Regions from separate parts of the Mus musculus genome. Here regions 2, 3 and 4 are each linked to region 1. Evidence: chromatin contacts called from public HiChIP or PLAC-seq data. All regions are on one chromosome and are shown on one strand. Each heading gives the region's core, a stretch centred on a gene start, on an enhancer-like site or on the middle of the called end of the contact. The rest is flanking DNA. Distances are from core to core; before and after follow the strand shown.

Region 1 (3,310 bases), core at 515-3,014:
AAAAAAAGGAACAAAACAAAAACAAAAAAAACAAACAAAAACCAAAAATACAAAAAAACAAGAGATGAGGTTGAGAGAGGAAAATGAGGAATTTAAGGGGAGAGGATGGGGGTGAATTGGATCCAAATATACTATATGCATGTATGAATATTAAATAAAACATTTAATACAAAGTAACTGACAGACTGTTGCGTCAATATTAAGAAGGATTTGGAGAAATGAATGAGTTTATTTTCCTAGCCCTCACCTCAAATTCTGACCTCGCTGAGTGTTTGCGTAGGGGAACTCAGTTCACAGAGCCCTGTACATGGATCAGTTGCTGGCTACTGTTGTACGCAATCTGTCTCGGGTACCTGCCCATCTTCCTCAGTCAACTTCCGTAACTAGAAAGTTAATCACCAGCATTGCTTCCTCGAACCTTTGGCGGTGAAACATTTTTCTCATGGTAAATATTTATCTCTACTTTGTTTACTAACGAGGTGAATGGAGTGTTGTTCTCTCTGTTGTACGTAGCACTGCCACCAACAGGCTCTTTGCCCCTGCAGGATGACTTAACTTTGGATTTCTCCCAGATATGTGAATATCTGTTTTCCAAAGACATGGCTATGGTCAGAATTCTCATAGTTCACTATGGTAAAAGAGATCCCCACACTGTTGAGCTGTTGAGCCTGTTTAAAAAAAAAAAAAAGTGGGGCTGGCCCCAGATTAACAATAGCTACCTCCCTCCTAAGACTCCCTTATACTTTCGACATGCTCTTGCAAACTGCAAATCAAAAAAAGAAAAACTACTTTGAGATTACATCGTCTACCAGTCACCTTGGCCAAGATCAATAAAACAAATGACAGCTCATACTGTCAGGGATGTGGGGTAAGGGGAACACTCCTCCGTTGCTGTGGGAATGCAAACTTGTACAGCCACTATGGAAAGCAGTGCGCTCTGGTTCTAGGCAAGGATGGGAATAGCTCTACCTCAAGATCCAGCTAGACCACGCTTGGGCATCATCTACCCAAAGGATGCTTCATCCCACTGCAGAGAAGATGCTTGCTCAGCCATGTTCACTGCTGCTCTATGCACCATAGCCAGACACTGAGAACAGCCTTGATGCCCGTCGACTGGTTAGGCAAATGGATGAATAATAAAAATGGAAAACGAAACATTATTTGGCTGTTAAAAGAATTATGAAAATTATGGGTAAATGGATGAATGGAGCTATAAAAAAATAATCATCCTGACTGAGGTAATCCAGACCCTACAAGTCAACAGATATCCTATGTTCTCTTTTAAATGGGGATTTTAGGCGTTAAGCCTTAGGTAGGCGTTCTACAATCTGCATAACCACGGAGCTTATGTATTGAGTAAGGGGCTAGAGAGGAAGGGGAGAATTAAAGTGAGCGGAATAAAAGCTCTTCAGGCTGTCAACCCTGACATCCTCAGGGACACCGGTCCTGACAGAGATATCAACAATTTTGGCGCATTCAAGGGACAATTTCATGGGGCCCACAATTGTGTTACTCTACACGTATGTGTGTATGGCGTGTGTGCATGTATGCATGTTTGCACATGAGTGGGTAGGCAGGCACACACACAAACACACACACACACTTGTCTGTGTGTGTGTGTGTTGCTGCTATATGTGTGTTTATGTGTGTTTGTGTGTATGAGAGAGAAAGAAGAAAGAAGGAGAGAGAGACAGAGAGAGCCCTAAGCCTAATGTTGAAAGCCTCCCTGGATCTCATTCAACCCTTCACCCTGTTCACTGAGTCAGGCTTCCCCAGAGCTCACCAACATGGTTACTCTAGCCAGCCAGCTTGCTCTGGGCCTGAGGTGCCCTCTCTCCATCTTCTGAGTACTGGAATTACAAGCAGGCCGCCACATCCACCCAGCATCTATGTGGGTTCTGGGGACCCAAACTCCCAATTCTCGCTTGTACGGCACGGGCTTTATTTGCTGATCTGTCTCTTCAGCACCAGAGTGTATTACTTCAACAGATGAAATAAATTCTGTCAAAGATGGAGTGTCAGGGATGCCATTAGAATCTTTATGTGACATATTGCCCTGACCAGTCACAGGCACACCGACAGTATTGTTCCATCTGCAAAGCCCAGTGAGTATAAGCAGCACTGAATAGGGGCAGCAATTGTTCTCCTGTAATGAGGCTGTGGACTCTGTTCTTGGCGTGACTCACTCTGAGTTTATTTAGAAGTTGAGGGTGGCTCCCCGTGTTCAGACAAATTGGACAGTTTGCCACATCACCGCCATTACCACCACCTCCGATGTTGGGCTTCCTTCCAAGACATTCAGCGAGGCTCCTCAGAAAGGCACAAGCCACATGGTTCTCTCTGAGTCACGAGGAGCAAACAGCACTCAAGCCCACAGCCTGGGGTTCTCTCCACCAGACTCTCAGAGAAACCTTCATGACTTAAATTCATCCCAACAGAACGTCTTGTGTTTTACATGTATGGCATGTGTGTGGCCGTACATGTGTGCACGCTTGAGTTTATACCACGGTATGCATGCAGAGGTCAGAGTCGTTGTCTCCTTCCACCACGTGGGTCCTAGGGACCAAACTCAGGTCACTGGGCTTAGCAGCAAGCTTCCCCCTGAGCCATCTCATCAGCTCACCATGTGTGTTTGTGTGTGTGTGTGTGCGTGCGCGCGCGCGCGAGAAAGAGAGTGTATAAATCAGCTTTTCTTTATGTCTGTTTCCAAGCACAATAGTAACAGTAGAAGTGCCTCTCACATGGGATCCACACTGTGGTTTTGGAATGATTCCCTAAATAAAATTAGCCTTCTCTATTACAGCCTCTCTCCACATACACATCCTACACATTAAATATCAATCTTCAAACAGACTTTGATGCCATTTCTCTGTGTCCTCCTTACCTGCTTAAAGAACCGATGTTCATCAAAACTCGGAAGTATCTGAGATGTTCTGCCCTGGATGAATAGATAATTAGCTATAGCCCATCTGCACAGGAATGTTACCACACGTTCTGAAAGTGAAGAGTTATCAGGCTGGGGTTGACAGAACACATCTGTCATGGAAGCCCTAGAGGGACTGAGGCAGACACAGCCCGAGTTTGAGGCCAGACTGGGACCCTGCCTCCCCACCACCACCCCAGAACAAGAGCTACCAAAGAATGAAAAGATACGGAAGGGAAAGAAGCCAATCTGAAAAGCCTACAAGGCATATGGACCCAGTTACATGACATGCTGGACCGGGCAGAGCTGCAGAGAAGGAAAGAGGTCTGTCAGAGGTCAGAGTTCAGAGGGGAGGAAGGATGACCTGTAGCTACAGAAGCTTCTAGG
Region 2 (3,391 bases), core at 413-2,912, 500 kb after region 1:
CTTAACCACCGAGCCATCTCTCCAGTCCAGATTTATTACTTTTGTTTTGATGATGATGATGATGGTGATGATGGTGGTGGTGGTGGTGGTAGTGTGTGTGTGTGTGTGTGTGTAGCAGCTGGGGTGGGGTGGGGAGTTGCACACATAAGTCAGGTACCTGTGGAGGCTCAAGTGGACATTAGATCCTCCGAACCAGAGTTACAGGGATCTGTGAGCTGCCTTATGTGGTGCTGGGACATAGACTCCAGTCTTCTGCAAGAGCAGTGCCTGCTTTTAACTGCTGAGACATCTGTCTTTACAGTTACGTTTCTTAGAAGAGACTAATGGGAGGGGGAGGGGATATGGCCTATGCTGTTCCTCGTGCATACTTGTTTGAAAAATGTCCTTCTATAACACAGTGCAATGCATTTGTGGCTATCTGAGGTTTGCTGTGGGGCCATCCCAGACTATTTGTAAGTTCTAGGCCAATGAGAAGTCTTGTCTCAAAGGGAAAAGAAAAACCCCAAGAAATTGTGAATGATACCCAAGGTCTTCTGGCTTTCACATGCACTCACAGTCACACACATACCCCCCTCCACGAACACATGCATGCACACATACACATGCACACACAGATTTGCAAGTTAAAAAAAAAATCTGAATTCTACCACCTCATAGGTCCCCAAGAAAAGACAGCGATAGTAGTGTTCACGACAGATTACTTTCTTGTCCAGTGAAGCATGGCACCTGATGAGTATGAGACCGAAGGACTGTTGAACCTCCTAGATTAGCCTGCAATTGTGAAGGATAGGACTCTAGGGGTGCACTGCAGAAGCCTCCCCTCCCCACTGAGGGATGTTCCAGGAGCCATTCCATGTACTGACAGAATAGCCACAACAAACCCCTTTCCCCTTACTTTGAACTTTGATCTCCAAAAGCCACGTGAATGTGAAGGCTGATTTATGTCAGTGGGTCTTGTGTCGCAGAAGGCGGGTCCAGCCTGGTCCCTGGCACACCACGAAGATTTCCTCCAGCTGTCAATGTGAGAGATGCCTGGGTTAGCTTTTTCTTTTTTCAGAGGACCATCTCCACTCTCACTGAACTGTAGGGGGTGGAGCCAAGAGCGCTCTCACCAGCCCAGTGGGTTGTGATGTGATAGGCATCCTTCCTACATGTTCGCGCAGAGACGTGATTTTACGGAGCTTCCGAGCACACTGAATCCAGTCATGGCATTTCAAGCAGTGTTAAAAAGGAAGAGGTTAGAAGACTTAAATGTGAGGCCAGGCCTCCCAGTTCTGTAGACATCCTTCTATCACAGATTTTACTGTTGTAGCAATATAATCTAACTCTGTTCTCTCTGGCTTAAGAAGGGCAGCCCAGTGCTGGCCAAAGTGATGGGGGAAAATAAGAATTTATAAACCGTTTGTCTCCGTAGTTTCAGCCTCCTGAAATCTGCTGTCCTTCAAAGTACAACCCGATTCAGGCTGAGACCATGAATCCAGCGTGGCTCTGTGTCACACAGTCTACCTTCCCCCCTACAACCCCATTCAAGGTCAGTTATTCATTCCTCCCCAGCAAACAAACAAAAACATTCAAAACCACAGACAGGGAGTAGTGTGATTCAAAAGCCTTGACTGAAGCAGGAAGCCTGTGGCCATCTGTAGAGCAGCCACTTCCTGAAGAGACACACAGCCATGACCCTGTTCCTTGGAAGAGTGGGTGCTGCCTGGGCTTGATAGGAACAATGAGTCAGGCAGGAAGTGGCTGAGGCACGAGGTTTTCTTTGTTGAGAAGGCAAACATGCAAATAAACTGGGAGAAACAGTGTCAGCTCTTTCCAGGGCGCTCAGGGAGGGAAGTTAGAGTTTCACGCACCCTGTACAAAAGTTGCAGTTGCAATCCGATGCCTTTTCCCTTGACAGTGGTGCTACACTGCGGTGTGGTGGTTAATGGTGATTGACAGGATCTAGAATCACGTAGGTGACACACTTTCCTGACCTTTCTACGAGGGAATTTCCAGATCAGACTAATTGAGGTAGTAGCACTACCTAAACTGTAGGTGGCGCCATTCCCTGGCGTCCTAGACCGACTCAAAAAGTGAGTGAGCTCAACACTAGCGTTCATGCATCTCTTCTTCCCGTGTGTATACAATGTATCCAGCCGCCTCAAGCTCCAACCCCATGCCTTGCCTGCTAAGCCGAATAAACTCCCCCTCTGTTGAGATGTTTCTTGGCAAGTATTTGACGAAAAAAGAAAAGCAAAATTGATACAGCTGGAAATGAACCCTAGGCTTTCCTCTATCAAATGCTGGGCGAGTGAACTTGGTATGTGATTAAAAGACTGAGCTGGGGCCTTCATCTGTGAAACTGGCATAGCAAGGCTTTTCTTAGGGGGAGGGGGACTATGCTTTTGTGAGAGATAAATAGGACAAAGAGTGATACTCTGATACAAAGTAAGGAGACAAAATAATCATATTTTTAAGTATTTCACACATAGAGAAGGCCCAGAGAGAATGATACAGTATAGTCACACCCCAGCTTAACTAAGAGACACGACTTCCTCTCTATGTTCTCTCTACTTTTTTCCTTCTTGTAGGTAAACACAGTCCAATATTGACACATGGATTCCCATGGATAGCTTCCCGATTTATATTAAAAGCCATATTCAGCATATTGTTTGGATGTTTCCAAACGTGACAATATGCTCTCTATATTATTACATAGCTGCATTTTGTGATTCAGGATTCTGTCTGTGATGCCAGCCCATGGAGAGACTGAGGCAGGAGGATCAAGAGTTCCAGGTCAGACTGGGCTAATTAAAATCCTATTGGGGGTGGGGGGGAACCCAAGCCAAACCAAATAGAACCAAACCAAAATTCCCTGTTTGAGGATTATTCTTTCTGATCTCTGCAGCTTTGATTCATTTTTACCACGTTTTACCTTTAAGAAGTTTATTTATTTTACGTATATGGTATGAATATTTTCTCCACATGCATGCTGTACTTGTGGAGGCCAGAAGAGTGAGACAGATTCTTTGAAACTGGAGTTACAGCTGGTTTTGGATCACTTAGGTAGGTGCTGGCCATTGAACCTGGGTCCCCTGCAAAAGCAACAAATGCCCTTAGCCACTGAGCCATCTTTCCAGCCTTCATTTGAATTCATGGCATATTTGCTTACTGTCGATGGTGAATATATAGGTAGTTTCATTTTTTTCCCCAAGAGAAATGACATAGTTACGGAAGTTTTTGTGTGCCTTGGTGACCTCAATTTGTAAAACAAAATAAAAATGCTTGCAATTTACACCTCTATCCCTTACCACTACAATTGCAAGAACATTTTCAAGTTTATAAAATGCTTTTAAGTTTATTAATGCTACCACCACAGAGGGTTTTCTACCCTCAACCCTCCATCAAT
Region 3 (2,985 bases), core at 278-2,777, 480 kb before region 1:
AAGCAAGGCTGGTTGCATAGGCCTGTAACCTGTGTTATGAGGCAGGCCTCTATGTTCTGATAGCTCCCTAACTCCCTCCTGCTCTAGGGCATCCTTAACAATTGTTGACTGTAAGGTCCTTCATTTTAATTTTATACAGAGCCAGGTAACTTCGTGGGGTAGCACTGACCTTGGATTAGAGGGCTGTGCTATGAACTGCCATTTTTCTGCTGACTTTTGCAACTCTAAATGAAGCCGCCAGAAGGAAAGAAAATGAACTCGGAAACAAAGTTGCCCAACTAAATGAGCACAGAGAACCCTAATGACAGGCAACATCACACATATGAGAGAAAATACGGAAAAATGGATCTGGGAAGGATACGGAAAAATGGATCTTAGTCACAATTTCTGACTAAGTTAAAGGTTCTTGGATACTGTTCTTGGGAAATGAAATAAATAAATGAATTTTTTTTCTTTCTAAGGAAATGCACAGTTCCCTGACATAGAGTTTATTTTACTGCATGTGTCACATGGATCTTTTCTGAAACAAACCATTCACTAGAGAAGGTTGAAGGCTATAATGCACTATGCAGATTTCCTGGCATCTCCCAGCTGGGGACAGCATCACATGACCCAGCCCATACACTTAGAGCAGAGGTTCTCAACCTTCCTAGTGCTGCACCCTTTTAATACATTTCTTCATGTTATAGTGACACCCCCAACTTAAATTATTTCAATTGCTACTTTATAACTGTAATTTTTGCTACTGTTATGAGTCATAACGTAAATTTTGGATATACAAGATATTTAGTATGTGCCCTGGGGGTCTCGACCCACAGGTTGAGAATCACCAACTTAGAGGCTTCTTCCACCCTTGACCCAGTTGAGCTGTGGTTCAAAGGGTACCCAGAAAAGACTGGCTACAAACAGACTGAGGCAGGGTAAACAATGAGTACCCCAAATACGTGAGGCACTGTGTTACCTCTTTTCCCACCTTTCCTAACCTGGTTCCCTTTCCTCTGGTATCAGGCCACTGAGTCTGACTCTTGTCACCCCTTTAAGCCATTGTTTTGCTCCTCCAGCCTCCGCCCGTTCTTGTCTCTTTGCATGAGTTGCCCAATTTGAGCTACTCATTATTAGCTTGTTTAATTTGGCCTCAAAGCCCCTCATGGCTTGGCAGAGAGGTGAAGCTTGGCTCACTCCTTCATGGGTGGACTTGTTCAGCGGAGGACCAGGGCTAGGGTCGACAGCAGTTAAAAAATAAAGTGGAAACGAGGGCAGAGGCCCCATCATCCATGCGCCACAACCCGCTGAGGCTTGGCCACCTGTCTGGAGAGCTTTGAGGCTTCCTTGCCTGGGGAGGAACAAGTCTTTTAGCTTCGTTCCCACTTCTTAATCAGAAAAGAATCCCAGGAAAAACTGCCCTTGCTTGCCATGCAGGTCTTTGGCAAAGATTCAGTGGGCGTTACCCACATTCCCCTTCTCACCACACCCCAGCTCCACAATGGCCACCATTGTCTCCCGAAGGACTTCTCTTGTGCCCGGGGAGACTGGCACAGACAACTCACTGCACCCAGCTGAGGAGTTCAGCCTCTCAGAACTGGACTCAAGCCGTTCCCAACAGCCCACGTTCCACAATGAAGGACTGTCCTGTCGTAGGTGACAGAATGAGTCACTTTCTTTCTTCACTCTGGATTAAGGATAGATACTGAACAATCAAAGTAGTACTGGCACTTAGCCCCGAGGTTTGTTTATAGGAGCCCCACTATGTGCTCTCAAGCAGCCAGGAGAAAGCCATTGTTGCTTCTGCTTTGCCAAAGCGGAAACTCAGTTCGCTGTTTATCTCAGGGGTTAGCCCAGATACTCCTTGTGTGCCAGGAAGAGTGTGTCTGTGTTACTGAGTCAGCTCCCTGAAAGCTGTTTAAGAAAGATTCAGTGATATAGGAAGAGCATAGATCCAGACAAAGAGAGAAGAAAGGAAGATATGAAGACAAAGAGAGAAGAAAGGAAGATATGAAGTTGGGAAGAGGTAGAAGGGTGAAGAATGGGTTCGATAGAGGGAAGAGTAGGGTGCATGCATATGATAAAAATACATTGCAAATATATTTAAGATTCTCAAAGAATTTATACATAATATAGGTTATTATGTATATACATATACATATGTATACATATACATATACACGCATTCATATATACATATATACACATACCTATATACAAATACATATATATACATATACACATATACATATATACATATTACATGTATACACACATACATACATATACACATATACACATTACATATATACATGCATACACACATATACCTATATATACCTATTTAATCATGTGTATATTTACACATACATATATACATATACCTATATGTAGACATATATTCACAGACATATATACACATGTACATATATATGTACATAGACATATATACATATATACCTATACACATATGTGTATATATATATTAAAAAAGAAAGCACAGGATAGAAGGAGGAAACAGTATTCTTTCAGAGATCCTTTAAAGCATAGGCTACGGGCAGGTTTGATTGGGACCCTGTGAAAGATCCAGCTCTGGACCAGGGATCAGGGAAACTACTGGAGGTTGGGAATGAGCTCTGATACTTCAAAGGGAATTAATTGCCCTCAGATAACAACATTGCAGTCTTTAATTTTTAAGACTTATTTATTTATTTGAGTATAGGGTGGGGTAAATGTGTCGATGTCAGAGGACAATTTGAAGGGGTGATTCTCTCCTCTCACCATGTGGGCTCCAGAGACAGAATCCAGGTTGTGTGAGAGGCAGCTTTGCCTGTTGAAACATCTCACCAGCTTAATAGATTTTTTTTTTAAGCTATGAAAATCTTGATGAGAGTAAGAGAGAAAATGCAATATGGAGTTACTTGGCCTGTTTGTTAGAATAACTGGATGTTGCATATCTAAAACTGTAGTGCTTGCATCTTACCCTTTCAAAAAATATGTTTG
Region 4 (2,966 bases), core at 329-2,828, 500 kb before region 1:
TGACACTTCAAATTGACCTTTGGCCTTTACACTTGAGCACCTATACATACATAAGCTCACACACACACACACACACACATGATGTGTGTAGCGCCATGATCTTTCATTGATGAGAACAAAGCAAATCTGGACAAACTTTGGAATATAAAAATGGGACTAATCAATGGTCACTGGAGGGATTTTAAAACATTAAATGGGACTTACAGGACCTCTGTAATTACTGTGCCTATATTTTCCATCGATTTGATCCAGTGTTGCAAGACTGTGAATGTCCAACATAAGAGAGAGGCCAGTGCTAGTCTGCTGAGAAAAGGTGGGAAAGTTTGAAAGAGCCAATTCAGAGACAGTTAAGGGTCAGGATGGCTCCCAAATACATCAGTTAATATGATCAAAAGGATTCATTGGAAGCAATCTTGCTTCAAATGATAGGAAAAAGCATCCGTCTCCAGAATATTGAAAATATTTTTTTAATTATTTACTTAGACATTTATCCTCTGTGTGTGCCCAAGTGTTTGTGTACCATATGTGTGAAGTACCCTAGGAAGTCAGAAGAGGGTATCAGACTTTCTCCAGCTTACAGGTGATTGTGAACAGCCAAATGTGGGTGCTATGAATTGAACTAGGGTCCTCTGGAGGAGTAGTGTAACCCCCTCAGCCACCGAACTGTGTCTACAGCCCCTTAAAAATTTACTTTTTTATTTCTATTTTTGTATATGTGTGTGAATGTTTATGCAGAGGCCAGAAGAGGGTGTCAGATCACCTGGAACTGGAGTTGTACACAGTTGTGAACTGCCCAAGAGAGGTAGGAACCAAATTTCGGTCCTCTGGAAGAGCAGAAAATGCTCGCAACCACTGAGCCATCTCTCTAGCGCTACCACATCCCATGTTAAAGCCTAAGATTGACTTTAAGCACTCTCACAGTAAGCCCAGATTTGGCACTCGGTCGCCAGTCATTACGAGGCTTAGCGAGTCTAAGGCTGTGATCCAGAAAAACCTCTCCACACTCTGCTTCTCCTCTGAAGGCCCAGATTAGCAGGGGAATCAAGCCAAAAGGAAGTACACTTCGCTGGAGTATGAGCCGCTCTGTGGAGACGCTTGATCTAAGTTCGTCTCCAAAGAGGAATAAAACAGGTTGAACTGTGTCGGTGGTTTCATTGATAGAATGCTTCTCTACCATGCACAAAGTCCCTGGGTTCCAGTCCCACACAAACATGGTGTGGTGGCACATACTGTAATCCTTGGGAGGTAGAGGTGGGGCGGCGTATCAGAAACTGAAGGTCATTCTTGCTTACAAAGTGAGTTTGAGGCTAGCCTGGGCTACAGAAGACCTAGCTTTAATCAAAGTCAACATCGATGACATCAAAGTAAATAAAAACACACACAAACCTCCAAATACCCAAGGGGTAAAGAGAAGGGTCCAAGATAACTCCATCAGAGCTTGCGAGTGATTAGAATGACTAAGGGGTTTTTGGAAGCCCCAGAAGTTGGGTTCGGAAGTTGAATTCCTTCAGACAGCGGGTGACTCACTGACTTGGCCATCACAGTGGCTGATTCACCTGCTCTCGGGTCAGTTGCCTAACAACTGGGGCTGGCCGGATAGTTCTGTCTCATCGACTTCAAGACTGCCCCACCCAGGGGTCCATCCCATAATCAGCCACCAAAAGCAGACACCATTGCATACACCAGCAAGATTTTGCTGAAAGGACTCTGATATAGCTGTTGCATATGAGGCTATGCCAGTGCCTGGCAAACACAGAAGTGGATGCTCACAGTCAGCTATTGGATGAAACACAGGCCCCTAATGGAGGAGCTAGAGAAACTACCCAAGGAGCTAAAGGGGTCTGCAACCCTATAGGTGGAACAACAATATGAACTAACCAGTACCCCCAGAGCTCGTGTCTCTAGCTGCATTTGTTGCACAAGATGGCCTAGTCGGCCATCACTGGGAAGAGAGGCCCCTTGGTCTTGCAAACTTTATATGCCCCAGTACAGGGGAAACACCAAGGCCAAGAATTGGGAGTGGGCGGGTAGGGGAACAGGGGGTGGGTGTAGGGGACTTTGGGGATAGCATTTGAAATGTAAATGAAGTAAATACCTAATAAAAATTCAGGAAAAAAGTATCAAGCCTTTAGTATACACACACTAACTCTGATGTCCTTCTTAGGAGAAACTCCACAGTGCTCTGGCACAGAGATGGCCTTCAGGAAGGACAGCACTTGAGTAACGCCTTTCAGTCGCTGCTGTGAAGAATTTGCTCTGAGCATCTCGCCTAGCTTCTTTCCCCATCCAGAACTGATGGGGGTGGTTCTGACAGGGAGCCAAAGTGAGTTGCAGGAGCCCCAACAGAGGACCAAGGAGTGTCCCAAGATGTTGCCAGCAAGGCTTCCTTTTTAAAACTCAAAATTCAGTGTGAGCCTCAAATACACTGAGGGTGGAAATCTGGATACTTCAGAAAGAGGGGGTGTTGAGAACAGTCAGCCTAGACCTTCCTTGGAAATACTGAGTAGGGAGTTTCCAGTCCCCTTGCTCTATGTATTCAATATAGACCTCTCTCTCTCTCTCTCTCTCTCTCTCTCTCTCTCTCTCTCTCTCTCTCTCTCTCTCTCTCTCTCTCTGTAAGATGGAAAACAGATGGAGCTGTTCTAGAGAGATGGTTGGTGTACTGGCTAGTTTTGTGTCAACTTGACACAAGCTAGAGTTATCACAGAGAAAGGAGCCTCCCTTGAGGAAATGCCTCCATGAGATCCAGTTCTAAGGCATTTTCTCAATAAGTGATCAAGGGTGGGAGGGTCCATGGTGGGTGGTCCATCCCTGGGCTTGTAGTTTTGGGTTCTATAAGAAAGCAAGCTGAGCAAGCCAGGGGAAGCAAGCCAGTAAGTAACATCCCTCCATGGTCTCTGCATCAGCTCCTGCCTCCGAGTTCCTGTCCTGTCTGAGTTCCTGTCCTGACTTCCTTTGGTGATGTG

Evidence for each region. HiChIP or PLAC-seq counts read pairs in DNA pulled down with a chosen protein or histone mark.
Region 2: a contact with region 1 is called in a FOXA1 HiChIP or PLAC-seq map of pancreatic cancer cells. The contact joins two enhancer-like sites. A contact is called at or near these places in 1 of 115 datasets of contacts at active chromatin or transcription factors (pancreatic cancer cells) and 1 of 9 other capture datasets (embryonic stem cells).
Region 3: a FOXA1 HiChIP or PLAC-seq map of pancreatic cancer cells shows a contact between it and region 1. The contact joins two enhancer-like sites. A contact is called at or near these places in 1 of 15 datasets of contacts at CTCF or cohesin (the NIH/3T3 cell line), 2 of 484 Hi-C or Micro-C datasets (the HPC-7 cell line and bone marrow-derived macrophages) and 1 of 115 datasets of contacts at active chromatin or transcription factors (pancreatic cancer cells).
Region 4: an HNF4G HiChIP or PLAC-seq map of pancreatic cancer cells shows a contact between it and region 1. The contact joins two enhancer-like sites. A contact is called at or near these places in 1 of 15 datasets of contacts at CTCF or cohesin (the NIH/3T3 cell line), 3 of 484 Hi-C or Micro-C datasets (the HPC-7 cell line, bone marrow-derived macrophages and embryonic fibroblasts) and 1 of 115 datasets of contacts at active chromatin or transcription factors (pancreatic cancer cells).

The regions. Positions count from the first base shown.
Region 1 is chr10:67,359,970-67,363,279 of GRCm38.p6, reverse strand. All of the region lies in intron 2 of Gm46230 (a long non-coding RNA gene), which reads right to left. Among named protein-coding and RNA genes, the nearest start is that of Gm46230, 12 kb to the right of the region's middle. Within about 2 kb of position 1,764, at least 41 of the 459 cell types and tissues checked have an H3K27ac peak or open chromatin away from gene starts, as enhancers often do. A contact at or near this core is called in the NIH/3T3 cell line, embryonic fibroblasts and pancreatic cancer cells, where this site is marked.
Region 2 is chr10:66,862,937-66,866,327 of GRCm38.p6, reverse strand. No RefSeq gene overlaps it. Among named protein-coding and RNA genes, the nearest start is that of Gm31416, 30 kb to the right of the region's middle. Within about 2 kb of position 1,662, at least 239 of the 459 cell types and tissues checked have an H3K27ac peak or open chromatin away from gene starts, as enhancers often do. A contact at or near this core is called in pancreatic cancer cells, where this site is marked.
Region 3 is chr10:67,844,718-67,847,702 of GRCm38.p6, reverse strand. No RefSeq gene overlaps it. Among named protein-coding and RNA genes, the nearest start is that of Gm51769, 56 kb to the right of the region's middle. Within about 2 kb of position 1,527, at least 64 of the 459 cell types and tissues checked have an H3K27ac peak or open chromatin away from gene starts, as enhancers often do. A contact at or near this core is called in pancreatic cancer cells, where this site is marked.
Region 4 is chr10:67,864,638-67,867,603 of GRCm38.p6, reverse strand. No RefSeq gene overlaps it. Among named protein-coding and RNA genes, the nearest start is that of Zfp365, 47 kb to the left of the region's middle. Within about 2 kb of position 1,578, at least 26 of the 459 cell types and tissues checked have an H3K27ac peak or open chromatin away from gene starts, as enhancers often do. A contact at or near this core is called in the NIH/3T3 cell line, embryonic fibroblasts and pancreatic cancer cells, where this site is marked.